4 separate regions of the Mus musculus genome follow, and all the other regions are linked to region 2. Evidence: chromatin contacts called from public HiChIP or PLAC-seq and promoter capture Hi-C data. All regions are on one chromosome and are shown on one strand. Each heading gives the region's core, a stretch centred on a gene start, on an enhancer-like site or on the middle of the called end of the contact. The rest is flanking DNA. Distances are from core to core; before and after follow the strand shown. Region 1 holds the start of Mfsd5 (major facilitator superfamily domain containing 5). Region 2 holds the start of 2310068J16Rik (RIKEN cDNA 2310068J16 gene). Region 3 holds the start of Atf7 (activating transcription factor 7). Region 4 holds the start of Sp1 (trans-acting transcription factor 1).

The links. Promoter capture Hi-C pulls out the DNA fragments that hold promoters and counts their contacts. HiChIP or PLAC-seq counts read pairs in DNA pulled down with a chosen protein or histone mark.
Region 1: an H3K27ac HiChIP or PLAC-seq map of large pre-B cells shows a contact between it and region 2, with 4 times the contacts expected there. The contact joins the promoter of Mfsd5 here to the promoter of 2310068J16Rik in region 2. A contact is called at or near these places in 2 of 39 promoter capture datasets (the C10 cell line and cranial neural crest) and 1 of 115 datasets of contacts at active chromatin or transcription factors (large pre-B cells).
Region 3: a promoter capture Hi-C map of pre-B cells shows a contact between it and region 2, with 3 times the contacts expected there. The contact joins the promoter of Atf7 here to the promoter of 2310068J16Rik in region 2. A contact is called at or near these places in 1 of 39 promoter capture datasets (pre-B cells) and 1 of 9 other capture datasets (liver).
Region 4: a promoter capture Hi-C map of pre-B cells shows a contact between it and region 2, with 4 times the contacts expected there. The contact joins the promoter of Sp1 here to the promoter of 2310068J16Rik in region 2. A contact is called at or near these places in 4 of 39 promoter capture datasets (the 3T3-L1 cell line, the C10 cell line, hippocampal neurons and 1 more).

The regions. Positions count from the first base shown.
Region 1 is chr15:102,277,842-102,281,222 of GRCm38.p6, forward strand. It overlaps Mfsd5 (major facilitator superfamily domain containing 5), which reads left to right and starts at 1,615. Exons shown (of 2, transcript NM_134100.4): 1 at 1,615-1,788; 2 at 2,336-3,381. The coding sequence starts at 2,354.
Region 2 is chr15:99,971,341-99,974,810 of GRCm38.p6, forward strand. It overlaps 2310068J16Rik (RIKEN cDNA 2310068J16 gene), which reads right to left and starts at 1,947. Exons shown (of 1, transcript NR_028124.1): 1 at 827-1,947. It overlaps Larp4 (La ribonucleoprotein domain family, member 4), which reads left to right and starts at 1,440. Exons shown (of 16, transcript NM_001024526.2): 1 at 1,440-1,643. The coding sequence starts at 1,626.
Region 3 is chr15:102,623,483-102,627,119 of GRCm38.p6, forward strand. Atf7 (activating transcription factor 7) reads right to left here and starts at 1,982. Exons shown (of 12, transcript NM_001310067.1): 1 at 1,880-1,982.
Region 4 is chr15:102,404,885-102,408,095 of GRCm38.p6, forward strand. It overlaps Sp1 (trans-acting transcription factor 1), which reads left to right and starts at 1,432. Exons shown (of 6, transcript NM_013672.2): 1 at 1,432-1,538; 2 at 2,888-3,048. The coding sequence starts at 1,532.

The DNA of each region.
Region 1 (3,381 bases), core at 365-2,864, 2.3 Mb after region 2:
ACATATTAAAATAAAGAAATCTAAAAAAAATCGAGGGAACTCCTCCCCACCCTATCCTTCCAAAAAAAATAATACCCTTTTTTGTGAAAAAGAGGATGGCTAAAAAAGACTTCTTAGGGTCTTTGCTTGTTTTGTTTTTTTTTTTTTAGATTTATTTCATATATGTAAGTACACTGTCACTGTCTTCGGACACACCAGAAGAGGGTGTCAGATCCCATTACAGATGGTTGTGAGCCACCATGTGGTTGCTGGGAATTGAACTCAGGACCTCTGGAAGAGCAGTCAGTGCTCTTAACCACTGAGCCACCTCTCCAGCCCTGCTTTTTTTTTTTTTTTTAATTTATTAAAGATTTACTTTATTTAAAAGTTTATTTTATGTGCATGAGTGTGTGCCTAAGTGACTATACTCTCACTAGTTTCATGCAGGTCTCAGAAGTCAGAAGAGGTCAGTCAGCTCCCCTGGTGGAGCTGGAGCTACAAGCAATTGTGAAAACTACTCTGCATATTACTCTTCAAAAGCAGTAACAAGTGATCTTCCACCCCTCTGCCTCTCCTCTGCAAGAACAGCAAGTGCTCTTAACCTGTTAATCATGGAGCATTTTCGCTAGGATTTATTTATTTATTTATTTATTTATTTATTTATTTATTTATTTATTTATTTGCTTTCCAAGCGCAAGGACTACATGAGCCACCACACCATGAAAGAAAGGGAAGTCCTGGCCAGGCGGTGGCAGCGGCGCATGCTTTTAATCCCAGCACTTGGGAGGCAGAGGCAGGTGGATTTCTGAGTTTGAGGCCAGCCTGGTCTACAAAGTGAGTTCCAGGACAGCCAGGGCTATACAGAAATACCCTGTCTTGAACCCCCCCCCCCCAAAAAAAAAGGAAGAAAGAAAGAAAGAGGTCCTCTCTAATAATAACATGACTTCTGGCGGTAAAGAAGGTAACTATCTTGGGGGGGAACTCTGCAGGAAGCAGTGTGCAAAGGCCCAGGTGGGAGCCGGTGTAGACAGGAGGCCGCGTGGTAGCAGATAAAGTCATGGACATAGCAAAAAGTCCCGGACAGATGCATTTGCATGTCTTTTGAAAGATGTTGGATTCTATCCTTAGTGAAAAGGGAAGCCATTGCAGGGGTCTCCAGGACATAATATTGAATACTGAAACTTAACATTCCAAGAAAAAGCAGATCCTAGGTAGCAGGAGGTGGGAGTCCAGCTCCAGGGCTTAAGTTTTTGTCACTGCTTCCGCAGCCGGACTCCGGCTTTACACCACACCGCCTCCCTCAGGTGTCTGGACAATACTGACTGCTGGCCGGGAGGTCAGGGGAGGTCCAAACCCTAGGGCAGCTCAATTTAGGGCAGCGGAGTTCATTAGCACGTGGTATCCGCTGGCTCTGAGGGACTGCCGGCACCTTTCCTTCTCCTCCTGGAGGAAAACAGAAAATACACTTTCATTCCGGACGACCCCGCGGATATTGGCCAGCTGGAGGACCCTATGGTACCCGCCTGCTCAGGCGCCCAAGAGAACAGCGCACCGCTCCAGCATCCCGGGCCCCATAGGCTCTTCCGCTCCTGGGCGGGGCGCCACGAGGGGGAGTGGCTTCCTGCCGCGCCCCGTCACGTGACGGGGCTATCATGGCGGCGGCCACGAGCCAGCCCGGCTCCCGGAAGCAGGCTGTGAGGGGCGGGCGCGCTGCTGGAACCCGAGCGGAGCCGGAGCCAGTGCGGGGAGGGCGGCCCGGCGGCCTGGAGCCGGACGTGTCCGGAGCGTCCCGGCAGACCGGGGCAGCAGGTGAGATGGGGGCCGGGCGAGGTGCGAGCGGATGAGGGGACGCTCGGCTGAGGCTAGGGGGCGCAAGGAGGGTCAGCCGTGACCCATAGCCGGGGAACCTGCGGTGCGCGCGCGTGACCGCGAAGCATTGGAGAGGCCGGCCCGGGCGGAAGGGATGCTCGGGAATAGATGTGGAGACACTGAGCTCCAAAACTGGCTTATCAGCGAGGATGGGAGGTACAAGAAGCCTGCAGAACCTATCATGGAGATGGGCAGTAGCCCCTTTTGAACTTGAGGGACCGAGATTACTGAAAGGAGTCCCCTTTGCTGTACCAGGCAAGGGTGGAGCGAGTGCTCTGGCCTCTCCCCACTGTCACCCTCCCCCGCCCCACTGAGTCCTAGGAGACAGCCACTCCTCCCACCCACCCAACTGGTCCCTCCAGTCTCAGCTCTGGGGGAGAGAAATTGACAGTGCAGTTGGGTGGAGTTGCCCTCTGCTTAGACACCTAACTCCTCGACTGTGCTACCTGGATTATGGATGTGACTGTGGCCATCGTTCTCTCCCCAGGTCGTCCGGGGGCCCATCATGCTGGTGACTGCCTATTTGTCTTTTGTGGGCCTCCTGGCCTCCTGCCTGGGTCTGGAGCTGTCAAGATGCAGAGCCAGGCCCCCTGGAAGAGCTTGCAGCAACCCCTCCTTCCTTCAGTTTCAACTAGACTTCTATCAAGTCTACTTTCTGGCCCTGGCAGCGGACTGGCTCCAAGCTCCCTACCTGTATAAACTCTATCAGCATTACCACTTCCTGGAGGGTCAGATTGCTATCCTCTACGTCTGTGGCCTTGCCTCCACGGTCCTCTTTGGCCTAGTGGCCTCCTCCCTTGTGGACTGGCTGGGTCGTAAGAAGTCTTGTGTCCTCTTCTCCCTCACTTACTCTCTATGTTGCATAACCAAGCTCTCTCAGGACTACTTCGTGCTGCTGGTGGGCCGAGCACTCGGTGGGCTGTCCACAGCTCTCCTCTTCTCAGCCTTTGAGGCCTGGTACATCCACGAGCACGTGGAGAGGCATGACTTCCCCGCCGAGTGGATCCCAGCCACCTTTGCCCGAGCCGCCTTCTGGAACCACGTGCTGGCTGTGGCGGCTGGTGTGGCAGCGGAGGCCGTGGCTAGTTGGATAGGGCTGGGGCCGGTCGCACCCTTTGTGGCTGCCATCCCTCTTCTGGCTCTGACTGGGGCCTTGGCTCTACGAAACTGGGGAGAGAATTATGACCGTCAGCGTGCCTTCTCCAAGACCTGTGCTGGAGGCCTGCGCTGCCTGCTGTCTGACCGCCGGGTGTTGCTGTTGGGTGTCATACAAGCGCTGTTTGAGAGTGTCATCTTTATCTTTGTCTTCCTCTGGACACCTGTGCTAGACCCACACGGAGCCCCACTGGGCATTGTGTTCTCCAGCTTCATGGCTGCCAGCCTTCTGGGTTCTTCGCTGTACCGCATCGCTACCTCCAAGAGGTACCACCTTCAGCCCATGCACCTGCTTTCCCTTGCTGTCCTCATTGTCGTCTTCTCTCTCTTCATGTTGACTTTCTCCACCAGCCCAGGCCAAGAAAATCCTGTGGAGTC
Region 2 (3,470 bases), core at 697-3,196:
AAGAAACAGAAAGGAAAGAATTGAAAGGTTAGGCCTGCAGAGATGGTCTAACCTTTTTTGTTAAGAGCACTGGTTGCTTTTGTTGAGGACTCAGGTTCAGTTCCCAGGCATGCAGGAGGGAGCATATACATGCCTGCAGGCAAAGAGCCATATGTATAGAATGAAAATAAATTTTTAAGAAAGATAAAGAGGGCTGGGCATGGTGGCACACACCTTTAATCTCAGCACTCGGTGGGGGTGGGGGTGGGGGTGCACAGGCAGGCGGATTTCTGAGTTCTAGGCCAGCCAGGTCCACAAAGTGAGTTCTAGGACAGCCAAGATCTACACAGAGAAACCCTGTCTCAAAGTGGGGAAAAAAAAAAAAAAAAAAAACAAGAAAACAAGCAAGAGTTGATGAAATGAAAACATCACTTTAAGGTGTTGTTCCAGCATTCAGGTGGCAGATAGGTAGATCTCTGTGAGTTCAAGCCAGCCTGGTCTACAAAGTGAGTTCCGGGAACAACCTAGTCTACACAGAAACCCTGTCTCAAAAAAACGGAAACACACACACACACAAATATATATATGTAAATTTTTTATTTTTTTGTTTTTTTTGAGACAGAGTTTCTCTGTGTAGCCCTGGCTGTCCTGGAACTCCCTCTGTAGACCATGCTGGCCTTGAATTCAGAAATCCGCTTGCCTCTGCCTCCCAAGTACTGGGATTAAAGGCGTGTGCCACCACGCCCGGCTCATGTTTTTTTAAATTAAAAAAAAAAAAAGTGTTTGAAACTGGAGCAATAGAGACTGGTAGAGGAAGAATAACTCTAGTAAAAATAATTAAATATTTGTATACTATTTTATTTGACTATGAAAACATAATAAAGAAGAGATCTAGGCTAATTATTTTTAGTAGAGCATTAAGCATCACAGCGGAGCATCATTATGTTAATGAGACCTGATTCCGAGGGGCTTGGGCTAAAGTTTTATCAAAGTTGTAGCGAAAGGAATCTGACTGTTCCAGCACTCCTCCAACAATACATTCATAGGGTCTTAAGATTAACTTATGCAAAATGCTTAGTAAAGTACAAGCACTGAGTAGCTGAAGAGTATCTTAGCTCCCTCTTCAGCTTTTTTTTTTTTTTTTCTAATGAGGGGCGGGAGGAGCCAGTACGTCATCAGCAGGGGCGGGTGCACTCGGTCGCTTTTTAATCGGACCTAGGTTTTTAACCACGAATCTGCGCAAGGGTTAGCAGTGCGGTGTCAGCTTTTTGGTAGAAAGTACAAATGCTTTAGTGAGCGTTTTGCACAGCCCGGCGCGGCCTCCCGGGCGTCGACCCACACGCGACACGTACCACACACTTTCGCCTTCGCCGCCACAGACGAGCCTGCCGGAGCGAAGCACGCACAGGGGCGGGCAGGCCCTCCGCCCCCGGAAGCAGTTTTCCTCCAGAACCGGAAACAGTTGTTGCTTCCCGGGAGGAGGGACTGGGCGGGTCAGGGCGCAGCGGCTGACGGCGGGGGAGGAGCCGGGTCCACTGCCGGGTGGAGGGGCAAGGCGAGTGTCCTTATCCTACCGACCGGGGCCCGGGCCTGGGAGCCAGTTGGAGTCGCGGCAGCGTGAACGATCGGGCCGAGCGGAAGCAGACATGTTGCTCTTCGTTGAGGTGAGTGGCTCGGGTCGCCCGGTCGGGCTCTGAGAAGAGCCGGAGTGTTCGGGGCGCGGGCCGGTCCCACCGCCATGTGACTTTCCAGGCCGTCCACGCCGCGGAGCCCGACGAGAGGCTGACACAGCACCTGGGCCGTGCAGGCCGTGCAGCCCCGCTGTGCCCTCCGCAGGCCCGAGGAGCCTGTGTGGGTCGAGGCCCCCGGCGGCAGGGAAAGGGAAGGCGGCGCGTCGGGGGCTGGGCTGAGGTGGCGTGAGGAGCCGAGGGAGCCGAGGGTGTCCCATATGGAGCTCCTGAAGGAGGCGAGCGGGCGGGCGGGCGGCGGGGGCGGAGCCTGCGGAGAAAGGGCGATCAGGTGGGCGCGCTGGGGGTGAGCGAGGCCTCGCGGGGCCGCCTGGGACGGAGCGAGCAACATGTGGGAGCGCGGGAGAAGGGGAACTGCGGGCGCGGTGGGGTTTTGTCTCGCTAACTGGGGAGGGGCGTGTTGTTGTTGTTTTTTTTTTTTTTTAAGAGAGTAGAAAGCTCGCCCGCTCCCCCCACCTCCGGACCCCCCAAGCTGCACCAAAATTTTGTTGGGTTGCGTCCGCCGGCTCTGGAACGTTCGAGGGGGGTGCGGGGGGAGAAAGCGAGCTGGTGCGAACGGCGAAGCCCCACAGGGGTCGGAAGCCTTGAAAGGCACCGCTCTGACCTTTTGTAAAAGTTACTCGGGCTGCGGCTGCGTGGTGCGGGTTGATTCCGCGAACCTGTTCGGGGCCAGTTACAAGGAAAATTGCAAAGGAGGAGAGAAACTTAGGTGAAGCCGGGGTTTTGTGGTGGTGTTGGATCGGTGGAAATACCGTTTCTATTGGACCGTCTACCGTCCGCCTGTTTGAGATTTCAAGGTAGTGATTACCTGTCTTAGACAAATAATGAAGTTTAATTTCTCTCGTTTCTGCCCGGTTGTGTTGAGTGAGCATCAGCTGACTGCCTGGCAAATGCTTTGAGTAGATTCCAGATCATATTGTTCTTACATTGTGAAAACGTCAATCCAGCAAAGCTGCAACTTTGCAACTTGGCATTTGTTAACTATGCCCATAAAAAGAATCTTTTCATGAGAGACGGAATCACAGGTTGTATAATGGACTTGGAAGATGGGGCTAACTTAGGGGCAAAGAGTGTTCAGAGTGGTGGTGGGAGAATCTTAGGGTAGTCTGGCATAAAGTAAATAAGCAATTCTTATTTTTCATTGTGTATATTCGTTGTACTTGGTATTGTGTTACATAAGGACATTTTCACACAAACACGTGTATTGTATATTAAGCAAATAACTGCTTATATCTTCTATACTCATTTTCCCTCATTACTGATCTACCTTTCAGTTGATAAGTTTGGGATCCTAAAAATTAGGCGTTAAAGACGCTTAATTAATGTATGCTGAAGGTCAGTAGTATGTATTCATTTGGATATTTGAAACAGTCCACTAAAAATTTCGAACAGTGGACTCAATCTTTCTGTTTATTTTGTTGTTATTAATTTAAGTTCACCTTGGTTTTGAAAAGGACAAGAAATCAGGTTTTATTGTAAGCAGGGCTTAGTTTCCTTTTTAGGAATTACCATGCCGTGCAAATATTGTTCACCCCACCCCCGGAGACAGGGTTTTTTCTTTGTAGCCCTGGCTTACCTGGCACTCCTCTTTAGACCAGACTGGCCTCAAACCCAGAGATCTGACTGCCTCTGCTTCCTGAGCCCTGGGATAAAAGGCATATTTCCAAGTTTAGACATAGTATATGCCTTTACCTCCCAGAGTGCACCTCTACTCCTGGCTCTGCTAATGAATTATTATTGTAT
Region 3 (3,637 bases), core at 732-3,231, 2.7 Mb after region 2:
ATTTCACTCACACCACTCAAAATATAAAAAGTGGACTGGGGATAAAGCTCAATGGGTACAGTGCATGCACAAAGCCCTAGGTTCAATCCCCAGCGCCACATAAACTGATAAACTGGGCATGGAAGCGAATGCTTGTATCAACCCTTGGTACGTGGAGATAGAAGGATCAGAAATTTAAAAATGAGTTCAAAGCTAGTATGGGCTACATGACACACTACATAAACCACAGACACACACACACACACACACAAGGGCTAAAGACTGTAGCTCACATGGCAGAGTTCTTACCTACCATGTATAAGACCCTGAGAACCCTAGTACTACATAAACTGGATATGGTGGTACACACCTATTATCCCAGCACTTGGGAGGTGGGTGGAGGATCATGGTCACCCTCAGTTATCTCAGTCTGAGGTGTACTTGGGCTATATGAAACACTGCCCCAATTAATAAACAAGAAAATATACAAGATAATTAAGATTAAGTTCAATCATCCATTAAATAACTCTTAATGAACGAAAGGGAAAATTCACATTTAAGGAAACAAAATTTATTTGTTAGTGTTTAGAGTACCTATAGTTTCTTCAGAAATTATACTGCTGAAAAAATTTTAAACATAGGAAACAAATGAGTTTGCTGAAATTAAAAAAAAAAAAAAACCTGCACATCTCCACAAACCTATACTTCATATGAACCCTGAGAGATATTAAAACACCCTCTGCTAAGCAGAAAACAAAGTTAGGAAAGTAGTAACACGGGAATCTGGGTAGGAGGTGCCCTGGGTAGTAAACACCCCAGTGAGTGCACATAATAAGCATTTCAGAGCAACATAGAAGTCCCAACGGGTCTCCAACTTGGACTGCGAAGTCCCAGGCCCACATCCCTGTGTTCTGAAAGAAATGAAACTTGGAAAGTGGAACACTGGAAAAATGACAATCAGAGTAGCGCCCTACTTTTCTTCTTCTCAACCCCCGGGCCAGCATTTTGGCTGGCTGGTCACCAGTCTGGGTGCCATATCCACCAAAAAACACTAAGCAGTATCCTGGCGGTCTCCCGACTGAAGAAAGAACCAGACTGTATGTCAGTCGCTGTCTCTTCTCCAAATATCCCCCCTTACCCTCTGGATTTCCATATTATCACCGAAGCGATGCCTTCTAGCAACCCAACCCACTCACATGTCCTCCTAAACTCATCCACTTAATCTGTCCAGATCCATACTTTCTGACACCGTGTCTCTTGCTCAGATTCTTCTGAATTCAATCGAAACGCCAGGACCCCCGTTTCCCAATGCTCCACTTCGACCACACAACGCGTGCTTTCACCTGAGCCAGGCTCTCGTCACCCAAACCTACCTCCTGCCTATTTACCTCTGCCTTCTGCAGTGCCAAGCCCTAAACCCACTTTTTGGGAAATCTTTTGAGTCTTCAACCTAGTTTAGCAGTCCTCCTCTATCTTCCACTCCAAGATCCCTCCATTAGACTTCCACTAGACTTCGCTTCCCTCAGGATTCAACCCCCCTTTCCTCGCCACGCCCTGTGCCCCCCGGGGCTACTTACCCCAAGTTCTCCCCACACTTCAGTCCTCTGGCCCCGCCTTCCTCCAAAAGGAAGGAGGCGGGAGAAGAGAAGAGGGCGGCACTCCGCAAGGTAAAGGCGATCTCCCATTAGCGCTCATGGCCGCCAATTGTGGCTTCCTTCTCTCCTATTGGTTGTCTTTAGCCTACGCCCCACCCTCTTCCTCAGACAGGCCTGGCCACCGCCTCAGCGCCCCCGTCCAACAGACTGGGAGGGGAGACCCCGGCCCGGGACGCTGGGACTGGCCAGAGTAGAAGGAGAGACTCCTGTCAGGCCACGGACTAGCTAATGTTAACAGGACTCACCCGCTGGTAGCTCCGGCGCCTCCCGCCCGCCCGCGCTCGGTCCCACAATCTGTCTCCTGCTCCTCCTTTCCCCCCTCAGCGGAGCAGATACTTTCCTCCCGTCCGGCCAGGCGTGTTCACTTCTCGCGAGAAGTGGGGGCGAGGGCGCGACTCGTGGGGCTGAGTTGGACCAGGGCCTAGGGGCGGGGCTTGCTGTGAGCGTGGCTTGAGTGGAAGGTTGGGCGAGCGCTGTACACACGACTCGCACGTGTTCGGCTGCAAAGTGTGGGCAGCGCGGGGAGAGCGGCCCTGGCGTCTAACGCTGCCGATCTGTCTGTAGCTGTGGAGGTCCGAAGGTGAAGCAAAGGCAGGGAGGGACTGAGAGTGTCTCAGGCAGCCCTCGGATAAAGGGGAATTAAGGGAGCGGAGCCAAGAGAGGGACTTCAGTCACCAAGCTGGTCATTAGTTGTGTGGAGGAAGTTAAGCAAGAGTCGATCCGAGCAGGTGACTGCTTGCACTTTCTGCTTTACACTTGACAGCACCTCACTGGCCGAAGCCCCTGCCCGGTGTGTGCTGTGTGTGAGCTACGATGGTAGTGTGAGGAAGTACGTTCAACTCCAGCCTCACCGCGGCGGCGCCCGCCTCTAATCGCCACATGGAGGCAGGCGGATCTCTGTGAGTTCGAGGCCAGCCTGGTCTACATAGCGAATTCCAGGACAGCCAGCGCTATCCTTGTCTCAACAACCCCCCACCCCACCCCCAAAAGACCATGGATGATCACCAGTCTAGCCTTCTGGGCCAGTGGGAAATCCCGCGTTAAACAAACAATAAAAATAAGGGGGATAGCTCTGAGGAACCAAACCTGAAGTTGTCATCTGGTCTCTTGGACAACCCTCCATACCTGTGAACAACACACACACACACACTTACAGAGAGAAAGTAGGACTGTTAGTGTAGCTCAGTGTGAAGCCACAGCACAGTGATTTTTTTTTTTAAAATTTGTATATGTTACCCAGCAAGTATTTTATTGAAATACCAACAGCACATACTACGTCAAAAACAAAAGCACACACAACACTGTCCTGGTCATGTGGAAAATTTCTCTGACAGAATTTTTATTTTACGGTTGAGGGAGAGATAGGTCATAAGTCAATAATTATACTTACTTCAGAAAGTGAAGAGCTTTTCAGGGTAATGAGACCGAAAGCAACTCTAAGAGGGGAAAAACACTATTGCTAGTATTGAGAGAAGTCCTCTTGAGAAAGTTATTTATTTATTTATTTATTTATTTATTTATGAATGAGGCAGGGCTTATTTTGAAGCCAAGCTGTCCTGAAACTCATTTTCCTGTGTCAGCCTCCACCTAAGTACTTGTATTAAGTATGAGCCACTTGTCTGGCCTGAATGTATACCATCTACATACCAGATGCCTACCTGTGGAGGCAAGAAGAGGGCACCAGGTACCCTGAAACTAAAGTTACAAATGGTTGAGACCTGCAGTGTCAGTGCTGGGACTAGAAACAAGGTCTTCTGGAAGAATGGTCTGTCCTCTTTTAACTGCTGAGCCATCTCTTTAGCCTGAGGAGTTGAATTATTAAGAGACAGCCTTGAGACTTTCAGGAGAACATCAAATATAAGAGCTACATTTGAAAAACTTATCCTGAAGAAGAGGCAGGCAGGTCTCTGTGAATTTGAGACCAGTCTGTGATACACATGAACACACACAAATTATGTGGTTAAGATGGTACTTTTTGTGTTTGTGTTACTGTAAATAAAAGC
Region 4 (3,211 bases), core at 182-2,681, 2.4 Mb after region 2:
CAAGGCCATCTCCAAAGGAGCAGAGAGCCTCGGTTCCTATCTTTAAAGTGTTTCCCTTTTTTTACAGGAGCATCCAGCCCGTAAAGTAGGACACATTAAGTGATTAACTGTATTAGTTCCAAGTACTAAACGTGGTGACACCAGTCAGTGACAAAGTTTAAATGAGGAGAAAGAAGGCGAAATGGAGGCCAGAGATTGAGGTGCCTAAGGCAAAATCTTTAACCTTTGTGATTGCAAAAGGAAGTAACTAGGTTAGCGTGCTTTCTACTAAGAGGGAAAATGGAAGTAGTTTATGAGAGCTTGGCTTCACGAAGTTCCCCAGCGTGCGTTACTCTGAAAGCTGAGTTGGTTTAGCAGGTCTGGGGCAGCTTAAGAAAATGGCGCTTGCTACATCTTCCCGAAAGACTTCCATATTGGTCAGCTCAGTCGACTTGGGTTTTCGCGTGCCGTCACCAAGCTGTCGTCCCGCCCGCCGCCGCAGGGCTTCCACCCACGGCCAGGGGGAGCCGCCCGCCCATCCCGGCAGGGGTGACATTCGAGGGGTGCTGTGTAGGAGCGGGGAAGGGACAACCCGAACAGTCTCGGGCGACGCGACACTCTCGCCCTCACGCGTCTCGACTCTGACACTTGTGGAGGGCTCCACTCAAGCGCACACCCTAACGAGGGAAGGAAGCCTCCCGAGGAGGGCCAACATGGCGACCAACTCCTTTTGGCACAGCCCGGTTCCCTCCTCAGGATGGGCGGCCCTGTAACGACCATTGGCCAAAGCTAGAGGCGGTGCCATGCTGCCTTCGCTGCCTCATTGGCTTGAGTATCGGAGGAGGAAGCCTGTTCTCCTCTCCCCATTCCAAGTTCCAGCCTCCACCTTCTCCTCGGCGCGTAATTGGCTGTTCGTTCACGTCAATACGCGTCCTGTTCCGGCTCTTTTCAGTTATCGTCCAATCAGAACTTTCTTAACTGCCCGCCTGAATTCTGATTGGTTTAGGAAGCTTGCTCCTATCCCATTCCGGCCTATTTCTTACTCTTCCCCCTACACGGACTTTGCCCAGGCATGCCCAGGATTCTGGTTGGTCGTTGTCCTGTCTTTCTTACTTAAGCTCTTCCTATCCCTACCGCTCACGGAGCCCGCCTGGAGGTTGACTGGTTTCTCTGCAAGTCCATCGTCATCTCATCCCGCCCACCACCACTTCCTGAGTTTCTAATTGGTTGCTAAAACTGAGAGGGCGGCCTTTCTGGGCGGAAACCAAGTACGCAACTTGCTCTTACACGCCTCAGCGAGAGAGCGAGTCCTACCATTGGGTAGGCAGCCCGCCTTTCCTCTGCAAGGCCCTCCTTTCACCCTCCCTCATTGGGCGGGGCAGTAGATAAGGGGCGGGGATTAGGCCGGGCTTGTGGTGCGCTGCTCCCTCCTCCTTACCCCCCCCTCCCTGTCCGGTCCGGGTTCGCTTGCCTCGTCAGCGTCCGCGTTTTTCCCGGCCCCCCCCAACCCCCCCGTACAGGACCCCCTTGAGCTCGCCCCTCAGCTGCCACCATGAGCGGTAAGGATGAGTCCACTCCGAGCCTAGGGGTGGGAGGGGAGTGAGGGGGCGCGCGCGAGGACCGACCGGGCGGTCCCCGCTGTGAGGGGGGGCGGGCGGGAGGCGGCGGCGGCGGCCTTGGTCCCGCCCGGGGCGGAGGGAAGGGAGGGAGAAGGGGCAGTGGCGGGGCCTCGGAGGAGGAGGGGGATGGGCTACCCGCCCCGGGGGAGGGGGCAGCGTGGCCTCGCCCGCCCCCTGCCCGCCCCGGCCACGAGGGACGGGCCTTACCCCCCACTACCCGGCCGGCCGCCTGAGGCTCCTCCCGTCGGGGGCTGGCGCCGCGGGGGCGGCCCGACCAGTGCAGGCCCCGCCTGGGCCAACCGCCTCCCCGGTCCGCCCGCCCTCCGGTCGCAGCCTGCCCCGGGCCCTCCCCCGCACCCCCGTAAATTTCCCTTCCCCCATCCGACCCGCCCTTGCCACGCCTCTATCCCCGAAACCGCCCCTTCCTTCTTTGGACCGCCTCCTCAGCCCCAAACCTGGGTTCTAATCCCTAGACCCTTACCTGTCCTCTCAGATGTTTCCTCACCTTCTCTTAGGATTTACTCTTTCTCAGTCCCTTCCTGTTATTGTTTACACTAGATCTTTCTTCATCTCTTATAGTCCTAATTTTAGCACACTTTCCATCCACCCACATGTTGGGTCTCCTTTTCCTTCCAGGATGCATTTTTTTTTTTTTTCTTTTTTGAGATAGGTTCTATGTGGTATTCGTAGTAACTCGAAGTTACTATTGCAGCCCTCAGACTTTTAGCTGTCTAGGTGCCTCTTCCTCTTGAGTGCTGGGATTAAGAGTGCTATCAACCCTAAGGAGCAACTCTTTATTTCTGAGACACTGAAATTCCAAATTCCCTTTCTCAAAAGGGCTATTTGTATTGGGATCAGTTCTTACTCTGTAGGCCTGGAAGACCTAGAACTGGTGAACCACCTGGCTCATCCTTCCAAGTCTTGGGATTATAGGTGTGAGTCACCATGCCTAGCTTCCAAAGCAATTTTTGAGTCATTTCTGGGGTTAATTTGTGCATAGGAAAATAGTGGCCTGTCTTGGGCACCATTAAGCTATGTGTCTATGGCTTTGGCATCCCAATTTACTATGTAGCTGAGGATTTCTTTGAACTTTTGCCTCCACTTCCAAATTCTGGGATTTTAGGCTTACCACCATATTTAGACCTATCTGGCTAAGATCTTTTTAAAAACTGTTCTGTCAGTCATTGCTGACGGTCAAATCCTTAATTTTAAATCTTATGTTGTTTTTAACACACCCCCCCCTACACACACACATACACTTAATTTATTTCTTTTGTAATTATTTTTAGACCAAGATCACTCCATGGATGAAGTGACAGCTGTGGTGAAGATTGAAAAAGATGTTGGTGGCAATAATGGGGGTAGCGGCAATGGTGGCGGTGCCGCCTTTTCTCAGACTCGAAGCAGCAGCACAGGCAGTAGCAGCAGCAGTGGTGGCGGAGGAGGGCAGGTGAGTGATCAAGGATGGGGAATGTGTTGAAAGGGTATAAATATTCTTAGAAACTTCCTTAACCAAAAATTCTGGGAAGAAAAATACAGTAGGGAAGTACACTCAGAAAGATAGGTGATCTAGAGGGTCCCCAGATACGAAAGTTGGAACAGTATACAGAAAG